Linked DNA regions of Manis pentadactyla: region 2 is linked to region 1. Evidence: chromatin contacts called from public Hi-C data. All regions are on one chromosome and are shown on one strand. Each heading gives the region's core, a stretch centred on a gene start, on an enhancer-like site or on the middle of the called end of the contact. The rest is flanking DNA. Distances are from core to core; before and after follow the strand shown. Region 1 holds the start of ERRFI1 (ERBB receptor feedback inhibitor 1). Region 2 holds the start of SLC45A1 (solute carrier family 45 member 1).

What was found. A called contact is a pair of places that touch in the nucleus more often than the background predicts.
Region 2: a Hi-C map of skin fibroblasts shows a contact between it and region 1, with 8 times the contacts expected there. The contact joins the promoter of SLC45A1 here to the promoter of ERRFI1 in region 1. A contact is called at or near these places in 2 of 3 Hi-C or Micro-C datasets (fibroblasts and skin fibroblasts).

The regions. Positions count from the first base shown.
Region 1 is chr4:5,636,930-5,643,468 of mManPen7.hap1, reverse strand. It overlaps ERRFI1 (ERBB receptor feedback inhibitor 1), which reads left to right and starts at 1,694. Exons shown (of 4, transcript XM_036925300.2): 1 at 1,694-1,849. LOC130683292 (a long non-coding RNA gene) reads right to left here and starts at 1,536. Exons shown (of 5, transcript XR_008996871.1): 1 at 934-1,536.
Region 2 is chr4:5,836,361-5,842,446 of mManPen7.hap1, reverse strand. It overlaps SLC45A1 (solute carrier family 45 member 1), which reads right to left and starts at 2,995. Exons shown (of 9, transcript XM_036925295.2): 1 at 2,842-2,995. The coding sequence starts at 2,985.

The DNA.
Region 1 (6,539 bases), core at 445-2,944:
AAATTACGACTGTATTGTAGTGACTTGGAACAGTCTAACTAGGTTTCTTTTTGGATGGAACTCGATCTCAGCTAGGCTCTCATTCAGTAAATGCTGTACTGTGAGGTCTGAAAAGATGTTCTCTGGCAAGTTCTCAGGCTGATCCTATTTTTACACTGATAACAGCATATGGGTTAAGCCAGAAACATCAATGAAACCAAAATGGGGTGTGCTGTGGGGGGTGCAGAATATGAATAGAGTTTGTGTGAATCAAAAAGCCTACTTAATTTGGTAAGTCAAGCAGCAATTAGTTGTGATTAAGTTCCATCATTCCTAAAATAATACTAAATGAACAGCAATAAATAAGAAGGTGAGTTAATAGAAAGATGGACTAACTGAATTGTTGGTAAGTAACACGGGCGTGAAAATGATCCCCGAGTCCCTGCAGGTCAGTCGTAGCCCATCAGAAGGGAGGGTAGAGTTCTCTGCTCAACATTTATCTTGCAACTGAAAGAGGGCAAAGGGATACTTCAGAAATTTTTTGCGCTTAAGAACTTGAATTCAAAATTAGGCCTCTGAATTAAATTTAAAAGAATGTAAGTAAGTAATAGGGGAGAAAAGGCAAAAGCCACTTCATGGAGTGCAAAGTTAATAGTTAAACTGATAATGAGGTCGGAATCTCATTCCATATGTTAAACTACCCCAATTAGGTCGTGCTAAATGTGTAACTATTGGGAATTATTGCTGAACGGCAAAAAAGGGGCTCTTGGAGACTAAAGAGGTCAGCGGGAGGTCCCTGGGCTCTCCTCAATAGAGTACCACTCAGGGGATTTGTTCCAGTTAAAACTGGAGGGTTTCTGTCTGTTTGCTTTTTTTCTTACTTTAGTTACTCCTGGTTTGTTATCATGTGTATTATTTATTTTACGGTTAAACTATAAGCCTAGGTTGCATCACCGGCGCCGGAGAGACCTCCTCCCGCGGGCTGGCGGGTGTTCTGTCCTTGGGCATCAGCGGCTGCTCGATGCCAGGGGATGTTGAGGTCGGTGTGGATCCAACAGTAAACAGGAGACCGGGAACTCCTGGGACGCCGGGTGGGGTGGGTGCTCCCTTGGGAAGTCCGCCAGCGCCCTGCACCTGCGACTGCGCTGGTCTCGACGTTCAAACCCGTAGAGAAGAGGGGGCTGGGCTGACGCGCTCAGCTCCCCGCGGATGGTCCTCGGCCCTGGGCCTCTCCGTCCCCCGCTCCCCTCCCACGGGCGGCGGGCGCAGCCCCACTGAGGCCAACCCCGCGGCGGCCGCACCGCTTTCTCCCGGGTCCTCGGCCCGTCCCCGCGGTCGTGGGCTGCACGCACAACCCTCCGCGGGGCTGGGCACGGTGGGAAACTCCGCGCGGGGCGGCACCACCTCTGGTTCGGGCAGGCACTGCTGCCGAGGCCGGGCTGCCCGCAAACTTCCGAGGAAAATCAGTGTTCGGGCTGCCGGGCCCCGCTGCTGCGGCAGGCGTCCAGAGGAGGGGAGGCGCGCCCGCACCGCCCTCAGGAGACAAAGGCGGCGGCCCCGCAGGCCCGCGCGGCGCCGGTGGACCCCACGCGAGCGCCGCGGGCGCCGCGTCGCCCCTTTAAGCGGTTCGCTGCCGGGATTGGCTGCGCGGGGTGGAGGGCGGTAAGAGGCGACGTCACGGTCACGCCCACCCGCTATATAGTAAGGCGGCGGTCGTCTCGCCGCCGGCGGCCGAGTGCGAACCGGGACTGCGACTTGGGTGTGAGCGGCGAGGCGCCTGCGCGGTGTCCGGGCCCCTGAACCGCGGCGCTGAGCCAGCCGGGACGGACATGCGCGGGAGGGCGCCGTGGGGCAGCCGCGGCTCCGCGGGGTAAGGGGCCTGCGGGATTGGGGGAGGGCGCCGCTCCGCGCCCTGCTGCCAGGGGCTCCCTGCGCAGGGCGGGCCCAGGGCCCAAGAGGGTCGCCGCGATGCGGCGTCTCCCGGAACGGAGGGGTGGAGGGAGGGCCCGGCTGCGCCCGCGGGCGGCGGCCTCGGCTCCCCACGGCGGGCTGCGCGCCCCGGGCTACGGTGTGTCCCCCACCCGCCGCGAGCGGGCGCGGTCCGTAGCCGCAGTCCCTCCGCCCGGCGCCTGACCGCGGTCGGTAATTCAGCCGCGCAGCCCGAGCCTTCCGGCTCTGTCCCCCTCCTAGAAACGTGGTTCCCAGCGCCGAACGCCCGAAGTGTTGCTTTAGGAGCAGCCGAGCTGCAGGATGCTGTATTCAAAACGTGAACGCTTCTGGGGTATTTCTCGTGTGTATGTATTTGTGTGCCTATCATAGTCTCGGACAAATTAGATGACTTCCTTAGTATGATTGGTGCTGTATTGGTGCTTGCTAAGTCTTTATTAGGATTTCGTCATTGCCAGAAAGAAACCAGTCTCCTACCTGATAAAAAATATGAATAGATTGTTAGTCATAAACTTAAGTGCAGTCAGAATAGAGACTGTAGCTTTAAAAGAGATGTGTTGGTGACTTCAGGTACACCTGCAACACAGGTAGGGCAGGACTGGTTTCTAGGCAACTGTCAGAGGTGAAGAAAGGTGAGATTAAAATGCCTTTTTTGCCCCTTTTGGAGAACAAGTATTCTGCAAGGTTTTAAGCTTTAAGTCTGTAAGAATGCAATGGGTATGGTTTCTTGTTCGTATGCTGGCTATGATTGGTTATTTTGGTTACCAAAATGTTATCAGGCAAGGTAGTGGCTGACATCTTTTCCAGTTATTAGCAAATTTGAAGAGAAATACAGATAGGTTTTAGCATGGACTTCAGGCACTGTGTTTTCGGCTTTATGTTCCAGTAGATAGTCACTAATAGGTGATAGAAGTCTCAGACTAACAATTTATAACCTAACACATATATTAGACTGTAAACTCCTTAAGGGCAGGAACTCTGCCTTGTACACAGCTTCTATCTTACGCAGCCTTCCACATAGTTGATGGATGATAAATAATTGCATGAAAGCATATTTTATGTTTTAAAGCTCAGCAGGATTGGACCAGTCACTGATTAGGGCTGGAAAGCAAATCTGTGTTTTTATGACTGTTACGAAATGTCTGAATTATTCATATTTTTGACAGGTAAAATTACTGATGTAGTGGATTGTTTTTCCTACTTTAAGTTCACAATAGATACTGGTCACTCTTTCTGTGAGATTTAATTATACTGCAGAATTGAGTTTTTGTGTGAAAATAACTCTTTCATTGTTGCTTCTCAGAAGTGGAACCAGATAATACTTCCTTTCTGCTAATACTAATGGTAGCTCTTAAAAGCAAGTTGCCTAAATTACAGGTACAATCTAACATGCTGAAACTGACCTGAATGTCTGCATACCGTCAGGTTGCTTTAGGAAGGTGAGCAGAGGAGGGAAAGGTGGTGCCAAGGGTAATTCCAGGAATTTGAATGTCATGGGCTCCTTCTACCAGAGAAACAACTCTGCACTTCATCTAAATAAATTTGGATTGGTACCTCATCATCGGGATTCCTTTAGCATCCTTAGGTGCTGGTTTCTGGCTGTGCTTTATAAAAGCTAATGAATAACTCATTAAATAAATAAAAATCCAGCTGTGGTATTCTGGCATTATTTACACAGAATAAACACAAGCTTCATAAAGATAAAGCTGATGAGTTTCAGGTTTCTGAATGTAAATTATTAGCTTAATAGAGAAATTCCTTTGAAGGTATTCTGCAATTTGGAGTCATTATTGATATTTTAATCCAGTGCCCTGTGCCATAAAATTGTGCAGTATTACTAAAAGTCTCATCTTCCAGGCCTCAGTATTTTTTTAAAATATGGAGCTCTGGCTACATGAATTAATCCTTTTCAACTCCAAAGTGCCACGATACAACAGAACATTACAGTTTAACAGAGGAAACAGTGGGAAGGTGAGGGTTAGAAGACATTGTCCAAAAACTTTTATCCAAGACCCCCAGAACATGAGACCCAACTTGGTTATAGATCATTTGTTTTTTAATGCTGTTCCCTCTGTGGGGAAAGCTCTTCTGTCTCTTTCTATGGCTGCCTCTTTTCCTCCTCTAGATTCCAATTTAAAAAGTCACCTTAAAGAGGCCTTCTCCAGCCACCTGTGTAAATATGTTCTCCTGCCTCCCTGTCCCCTTACTGTTCCCTGCTCGCTTCCTGGGGAGTTACCATGGTCTGAAATTGCTCACTTGCATATCGCCTCCCCACCCCCCGCCCCACTACATGAGGCTTCATCAGACAGCAGCTGTGTTTCTCTCACAAGCATAGTCTGTAGTCCAAACAGCATTTGATAACTATTTGTGAGAATAGTTAATCCTCACCCTCTGAGAATTTGTGAGCTAAGTGCTAGGAGTACCTATTTTCATCTCTGTAATTGACCAACGCTAGGGTCTTGAGCTTTTCACCTCACTATCCTTTGCATCTCCCCATTTATAAGCAAGAATTTTAGGATGAGAAATGATGTTGCCTGAAGTGAAGACACGGTAGAAGGGGGAGGCAGTGAAGTGTAGCAGGGAAGGTGCTGGCCTTGCGGGGCACGAGGGCTGTGATGCCTCTGCTGCTGGGAAGGTGGTTGGCCTCACTTCCTCATCTGCAAATGGAGACTAATCCCTGCCTCCTCTCACAGGGATGTTGTGGGATCAAGTGAGACAATGGGTTAGAAAGTGCTTTGTAATGTGTAGAGTGCTTTACCAATACAAGATATTCTGTTGTTAAATTCCAGACTTTATAATAGAGACGGATTACAATACCACCATTGGGATCCTTGCTGCAAGAGTAGTAAAAGACCCACCGGGCCTTTACTTTAAAAAAAATGCTTCTTATGGATTGAGACAGCCATGTGTGATCCCAAATACCACGTTGTACTGGGTATGTGATGGTGGGGCATCGATGTATGGTTAAAGATAGAGGGTTTCAAAAGAAACGTTGGAAGCGCTCGTGCAATATAAAATTGATACCTTGACCCCCCCTTTTAGAGGATACATAGATCAAATCTGCACCTAAAAGCTTTTCTAGGAGAATTTGAGGCAGTTGAAGTAAAACAGGAAATTTCATTGGCTAAGTTACCCAAGAAAAACTATTACCAAGCAGCAAATCCCCAGAAAAATCTGTCTGAGCCACCCTTAAAACCTGAGCATTGCAGTAGGTCAGATCCTACCCTGGCTGAAGACCGAAGAGCAGTGTGGTGTGGCGGCGAGCGCCCCGCTCAGTCTGGGCTCCACCACCTACAAGGTGGGACCTCAGCCAGGCTACTCCCGGTACTGCCCTGTCCTCCTCTCTCAGTGAGGGTAATAATAGTAACCCACCTCTGGGTTGTTGAGGATTAAGTAAATTAATACAATAGAACAATTCTAACAATAGAACAATGCCTGTCAGATAAAGTGTCCTAGGAATTAGTGATTATTATTATTAGGTTATGTTCATTGTAACATACCCATTGGGTGACTTAAAGGCTCATTAAGTAAATTGGAAGTTTTAAAGACTTGCTTCCCATCATTAGACTATATTGCTTGTCACTAAGATTAGAATTCATGTGCCTTTTACAATTAGAAATCCATTACGTACACGTCTGAAAGGAGTAGTATGTTTCCGTCCAGGGGTGTGTGTGTGTGTATCGCTGCTGGCTGTGGTTCTCCGTGGGAAGAGGACCAAGGGCAGAGCGCATCCCTGCTACAGCGCGGCTCCGCTGTCACACTGAAGTTGCGTAGGAGAGTGAGTGAATCAAAAGACTGTTGATGACGATGGCGGATGAACAAACAGGTTTTTTATTAGCTTGCCATTTCTTAAAATCCTTAGTTTGAAAACTTTCGGCATTTTTCAAGAAATCATGTCACCTCGCTTTGATTCTGACAGTCTGAAGACAAATTATTTTCCTTGTTGCCTCTGTTTGTAGCACCTACAAATGGGCCATTGGGTGCTGGGCACTGAGAAGAGGCCATGAGGATGGCACTGCGAGGGGACAAAGTGCCCGTCTGCACCGCATCACACTGCATCTCCGTCGTCACTGAAACCGTCAGGTGTAGCTTGAAGTCTTGCTGGAGCACTTAGTTACGTTATATTACCGTAATATTAAAATATTTTTAAGTCATCTGTGCTTGCACCGTGAAGGTTATTTGTGCTCCCTGTGGCAGCAGGACACCGTGAAGGAAGTTTCCCTAACTTGCCTCCCCCTCCTGCCCTTCCCCCAAATCAGAGCCATTAAAATGAAATCTGAGAAAGGCCATGAATCAGGGCCTTTGATTTGGAAGAGCCTTGTGCTTTCAGTAAGTAAACTCAGGTGAGGCGGCACTGTAACTATCATATTGAACTATAACTAGCACTATTTAACTTATGGTAGATGAATATTAAATCAGGACGTTTTCTCATTAATAGAAGTTAAAATTCTATAAAGCAGCCAACCTGAATGTTCAGTGTGTCAAATAGCTTGGCTCCTAGTGCTTTAGACACTATAATCACAATAAAAATGTGGAGTTTTTTTTTTTCATTTTCCCAAAGGTGATTATTTTAGATATCTTCAAAATGAAGGTGAGCAAGCAGGTGTTGGTGG
Region 2 (6,086 bases), core at 1,746-4,245, 200 kb before region 1:
CAGGCTTCCTGACAAGGACCCTTGCTATTCACCAAGATCACTGTTACAACCTTTCTTCCACAATTAGTTTTAAGCTTTAGAAATGAGGCCCTTTTTTCCGACGTTAATTCACCAAACCACCTTCCATCAGGCTATGCTTGTCAATAACTTCTTTATGAATCACCCTGAAATTCTTCATCACTCCACATTTGTAAGCTAAACCTCCCCCCAACCAGCCTGCCTACTCAGGGATTGTCTTCTTTCTCTTCATAAAACAGCAATGGCGGAATGCTTTCCTCTAGAGACACCCCAGCAGAATTCAGAACACTGTGTGAACCCCAGCACCCATCCAGCCACCCACATATCCAGCCACCCATCCTCTAATCTCCCCATATACCATCCACCCTCCAAACATCTATCCACCCACCCACCCATCCATCTTGCCACTCACTTATACGCCCATTCACACTTCCACCTACCCATCCATCTAGCTACCCACTCACCCTCCATTCAGCTGAGTACTGAGTACCAAGACACTGAGGTCACAGTGATAAAAGAAAGACATAGTTCTTGCCCTTGAGTTAGGTGAAAGCGCAGAGGGCAGGCATGCTAAGCAGTGGGACCCACCCACGTAGAAGAGATTCATTCAATAGTCGGGCACAACGGCAGCATGGTGAGAGATGAAATCATCAGGGGGGATTAGCTGATCACGAAAGGCCTGTGACCCTGCTAAGTAAGGAGTGTCATACTGAGATGACAAGGATTGACATCACCAGAGACTCAGTCTATTTTTACTTCTATAAATGGCCTATCTTGTGACCTTGGAAATTCCCAGGCTTTCTCTAAAACAAGAACAGATATACCTCAGAACCAGGTAGGCAAGTAAAGAAAAGAAAAAAACTCTATGAAAAACATAATTCACCTATGAAGATTAAGTCATGATTAAGATTTTTTTAAAAAGTCAAGCTCTTTGTTTATGTTCCTCCCGGGCTTGTCCATAGTAAATACTCCAGAAAAATCTGTCCATTGGCTGGTCTTGCCTTCAAAAACTCAGGTGGCTGTTAGCATCCCCGGGAGCTTCGCTCATTAAAATCACACACACAGAGTGCCGGCTAGAAGACCGCAGTACACGGCCGTCACCTTGGAAAGCGGAAGGGAGACCGTTAGCACAGGGGTGTGGGGAGGGGGCCTGCAGACCTGTCGGGGCGCAGCCCACCCGCGTGAGCGACCGACTCTCCTCTGCGGATCTACCTGCCTCTCGGTCCTTCCGGCAACGCCACCTCTTTCCTATCTGCGTTTTACCCCATCAAGCGAACTGAAGTGCATGCACCTTAGAACTTCCTCTTTCCTTTTGGGATGAAGAACCATAGGCCCACTTTGGAAGAACTTCAGATTTAAACGGCATATGGTTGAAATGCATTTTTGAAAAGGGAAATTTTTTTGACCTGACTTCCAGCAAACTGGAGATAGGCCTGTCCTACCTGATGGCTTCGTCGCTGCCTTCGCAGCTCCAGCTTTAAGACACAGCCGGCAGCCTGTCCGGGCAAAAGGGAGACCCTCACCTCCCCGCCTCGACCCCCAGCCCCGAGCCAGAATTAAACTGAGCTCAAAAACCTTCACTAAGGGTTCACCCTCAAATGTGGGGATCAGTATTGCCATTTTTATTTTTAAAGTACATTTATTAAAAGCTGTTCATGAAAGTTTATTCCAAGAATGTTTAAAATTCATTTTTAATGGCATAAAAGGTGAAAGTGAAATTTTTTAAATGAAAAAGAATTTTAATAGACTAATATGAATATTCACCAGACGCTCTCCATACACTATATGACCATTTACTCAGTCCAAAAAAGTACACGTATATTCCCAGGCCCCCAGAGGCTATATACCAGGCCCACTGTGCTTCTAGAATAGAGGACGTTTGAAGTAATGAAACCCTGAAGCTGTGTTGTGGAAAGGTTAAGCAGCAAGTGATTAATAAAAATAAACAATGTCCATGTAACTTGAATGCTTAAAATTGTCGTACGATGAGCCAGAATCCCTTCCTCATTTCCCCCCTTCTCTATATGAAACCAGCGTGCCCACCAGGGGGTCACGTGGGGCCACATCCTTTCCCCATTCGAGGTTCTGCCAATTCCGAAAGTTTATACCTCAAGGAAATGTTCCCAGACCAGTAAGAGCTGCACAGGCGTGGGGCATGGCGTTCATGTCAGCCGCCGAACTGTGGCCCATCGGTCACCCCGGATCTCTGGCAATTTGGCCCCCACCTGGCGGCCCACGGATCCTCAAAGCCCTGGTCAGGCGCATGGTGAACGTGGGTTTCATCAGCACCTGACTCTACTTCCCTATAAAAGCTTAAAAAGGTAAACATATGGCAATCCCTGAAATAATCTGAGAAGTTATTCATTGTTGGGGGCAGACAGAATGCACTTAATGTCAACCTTGGCAGGAAAGCAGAAATCCTGGGTGCTCATCGTAAACTTAATCCTGGGAGGCTGACAGAGATCACGCGGGGGCCCTGGCCATCCGGAGGGCCGGGGCTCGGGCAGGAGGTGAGCGGGAGGCTGCCCACACCTGCCCAGGTGGCCAGGGAGCAGGCCTCCGGCACCAAGAAGCCCAGAGTAAGCCTGGGGCCAGTTCCAGTGCTGGCTTCCCACCGCTTCCCTCCTCGGGTCGGAGGGCTCGGCTCTCAGGGGTGCGACAGGGGCTCTGTTGACAGTTCAATTAATTACATATCCGCGAAGAACAAAGGTCTCCGTGCCAACGTCCGTCCGGCTCTGGCGCCCGGATCGCCCGGGGCCTAAGCCACCTCGCTCCCGCACAAGGCCGGGGCCGGGCGGGCGGCGCGGGAGGGGATGGCGGTACCTGTGGCTGGAGGCAGGAGGCATCCCTCTCCGAGGCCGGGCTCCTGCCCGCCCCGTGCGCGGCTGGGGTCCCCGCCCGGCCGCCCCCGGCCCGCCGCTGCTGCAGCATCGAGCCGCGGGGCGGGGCCGTGACGTCACGCTGCATCCCGCCGCCCGCGGCCGGTACCCGCAGAGCATCCTTAAAGCGGCACCGCCCGCGCCCGCGCGGCCCCACCCGCCGCCGGGCCTCCCCTGACCTTCAAAGGCCGGCGGGGGCCGCATGGGAATTCCAGGGAGCAGGCCCACTGTCACGTCCGCGGGCCTCTTCCTCCCAAAAAACTACCAACATTTATGACTGTGCTGGTCTAAACATGAATGTATTAATACTACATGTTAAAACAGTTTCCTTTGCCTAAGAGTTCTCTTTTTTTTTCTTCCTCATCTGAAAAGAAATGAACTGATTTTCGTGGTCCCCTAAAAGCTCTGTGTGCTCTGGGCACTGCGCCCTCTATCCAGAATTCGGGGAGTTGGCCCTGCCCAGAACTGTACCACCACACCCACTGACCCACTCTCCAGCTGTATCTGGGGCGTCCTCTGCACCAGGCACGATGGAGGGACTGGGGCTGTGGCCCCTGTGCTGTGACATTTTAGAGATGGAGAGACTTGAGTTCCCACCTAGAAGGTGACATTTGAAGAAAGACCTGGAGTAGGTGAGGGGCCTAGCTGTGCTGATATCTACCTGGGGGAGAATCATGCCAGACAAAAGCAAGAGCATATGCAAAGGCCCTGGGGTAGAAGTGAGGTGGGCTGAGTTGACTAGTGATCGAGCACAGAATTAGGCAGCCCAGTGAAATTATAGCCACAAAAAGTGCTTCTGAGGGGGCACATGTGGCTCTATAAAAGTTTATAAAGGGAGATTTGACCTCATTGGGAGGGCCATTGCTTCCTGAGGACAAGTGACACTTGAGAGGCTCACTAAAGCTGAGTAGGAAGGGCAGCATGTCCCAGGAAGAGGGGTCAGCATGTACACACCTTTGGGTTAGGAGAGGGCATGGTGAGCTCAGAGCCGAGGCAGGCCAGTGGGGCTGGAATGCAGAGGCCCAGTGGGGGAGGGGGCCGGGGGCTTGCTGGAGAGGTAGCCTGGTGCTAGCCTGCAGGCCTATGGGCTGCTTTTGTTTTTTAAAAACAAGGAGAAGCTTCGAGGTATTCTGTGCAGGGGAGTGGTTGACTAAATCATATTCACGTTTTGCAAAGATCGTATAGCTGAGCGGAGAATGAAATGGAGGGGCTGGGTGGTGTACAGGCAGGAGCTACCGAATGGCCCAGGTGGGGAGGGAGATGATGGTGGAGGGACAGAGGTGGTGGATCCGCTAGTCCTTCAGGCACTAAAACCAGCCAGAATGGCGACAGATTGAAGTTGGTGGGTGTGGGAAGGGAGCAGGGGACTGCCAAGGAGCTTCCGGCTTGAGCACCTGGCCAGGGAGGTGGACTTGCTGAGAGGAGAGCAGGAGGCTGGTGGGGAAGAGTCGGAGGTCGGCGTTGGGATGAGATGAGCTCAAGGGGCCTTTGAGGCATCCAGGCCGTTGGAGATGCAGGTCTGGAGCTGAGATGGCCCTTTGCAAATCTCGCACCCAGGAGCTCCCTAAGGCCGAACTGTGGACAGTGGCACCAGCAGGGAGAGACCCAGTGGAGAGGGGGTCCCCGGATGAAGCCTTGAGGAATCTCAGTAGCTTCTGCCAGCTTGAGGAGATAAGTTCTATCTTTTTGTTTTCTCTTCAAATAGGAGTAATAGTTTGAAAAAAATACCGGCGGGTTTTTCTGTTTTGATTTACACACAAATGACCTGCTATTCAGTTAGTGGACAGCTCACAGCTGTAACTGATAAACCTCAGCATGTCATGGGCTTAACCCAACAGATGCCTGCTTTGGCTCCTGTCAGGTCCAGAGGGGTACCCCGATGGGAGGGGGGCCTCCACACAGTCATCCAGGGACCCAGCCTCCTTCCGTCTTGGCTCTGCCCAAGCCAGGCTTGCAAGAGGCCCACATGCCACTCACAGCCCAGTCTGAGGCTCAGTGACACGCACCCAACCACAGGGAGGCCAGGATGCATGCCCCTGCCCGGGACGAGGAGGAAGTGGGTGTGGGGAGTAGTTGTTCTCTGCTTGGACAGGAAAAGGAGAGAGAGACAGGGGCCAAATGGGGGTGCTAAGAAAACAAAAGTTACTATGTCATTTCTGATATTCAACGTAGAATTTTGCAGCAAGAGAAAAGGCTTGAAATCTAGATATTGTTGAGAAAGAAAGGACTTCAAAAAGATTTTAAAATTCTTGCTACCTTTTTTAACCTTCCAAAGTCAGAACCTTCCACGATTAGAACCCCGGTTGACCAGACCTGGCACTCTCCCCTTGTGTGGACAGGCTCCCCAGGTCTGGACAAGAGACCAGGGTGGAGGGAGAGCCACGGAACCCAGAAGGAAGCCAGCGAAGCCCCTGCCCTGGTCCCTGGGTGCTGCAGGACGTGACTGAGGAGGGAGGGAGGAGGTGGCCGAGCTAACAGGGCATCGTGTTGAGGGGACCCCGGTGGGCAAAGCCTGGCCCTACCAGTGCCTCTGCACTCCAGACTGCGGTGTGAACCGTTGCAGAAACGTGCTGGCGCGGCTCACTTGCCATCCGCGGGTGTCCACGAGGTGGTGGAAGAGCCCCACTTTGGTGCTGCACAGCGCTGGGTGCCGGGCAGCCAGGGAAGCTGACAGCACAGGAAGGGAGGTGGTTCTTCTGAGGTTTTCTGACCTTGCAAGGACTCATGGTTCTAAGGCTGAATTTTTCTTTTTACTTTGTGAGCACACTTTTTCTGCAAAGCACACAGCCACATGGTTTTTTATGAATGACATTATTTTTAATAGCATCTTGGACAGGTCCCTGTGTTAAAGTTTTTCTGTACTTTAAACCTCATTTAATCATGTTTACTTTATGAAGCGGCTCTGGTCCCCAGGGTCTGTTTTTGATCTGGGAGCCTGAGGCTCCTGGACAGGGACAGGCCACATGCAGCCAGGGTTGGAGCAGGGACTTGAACCCAGGCCTGCAGGGCTCCAAGGCTTGGGGGCCCCAACATGCAGTCTCACTTGGGGTCACTGATGCACTCACCCAGCAACTGTTTGCTCCTTGGGCACCTGCTTTCCAGCGCACCCTGGGCTAGGAGGCACGATGCCAGTCCGCCAAGCCGGCCTGAGACCCCGCCTCGTGGGCTCCTTTCCCAGCCTTCCCAGGG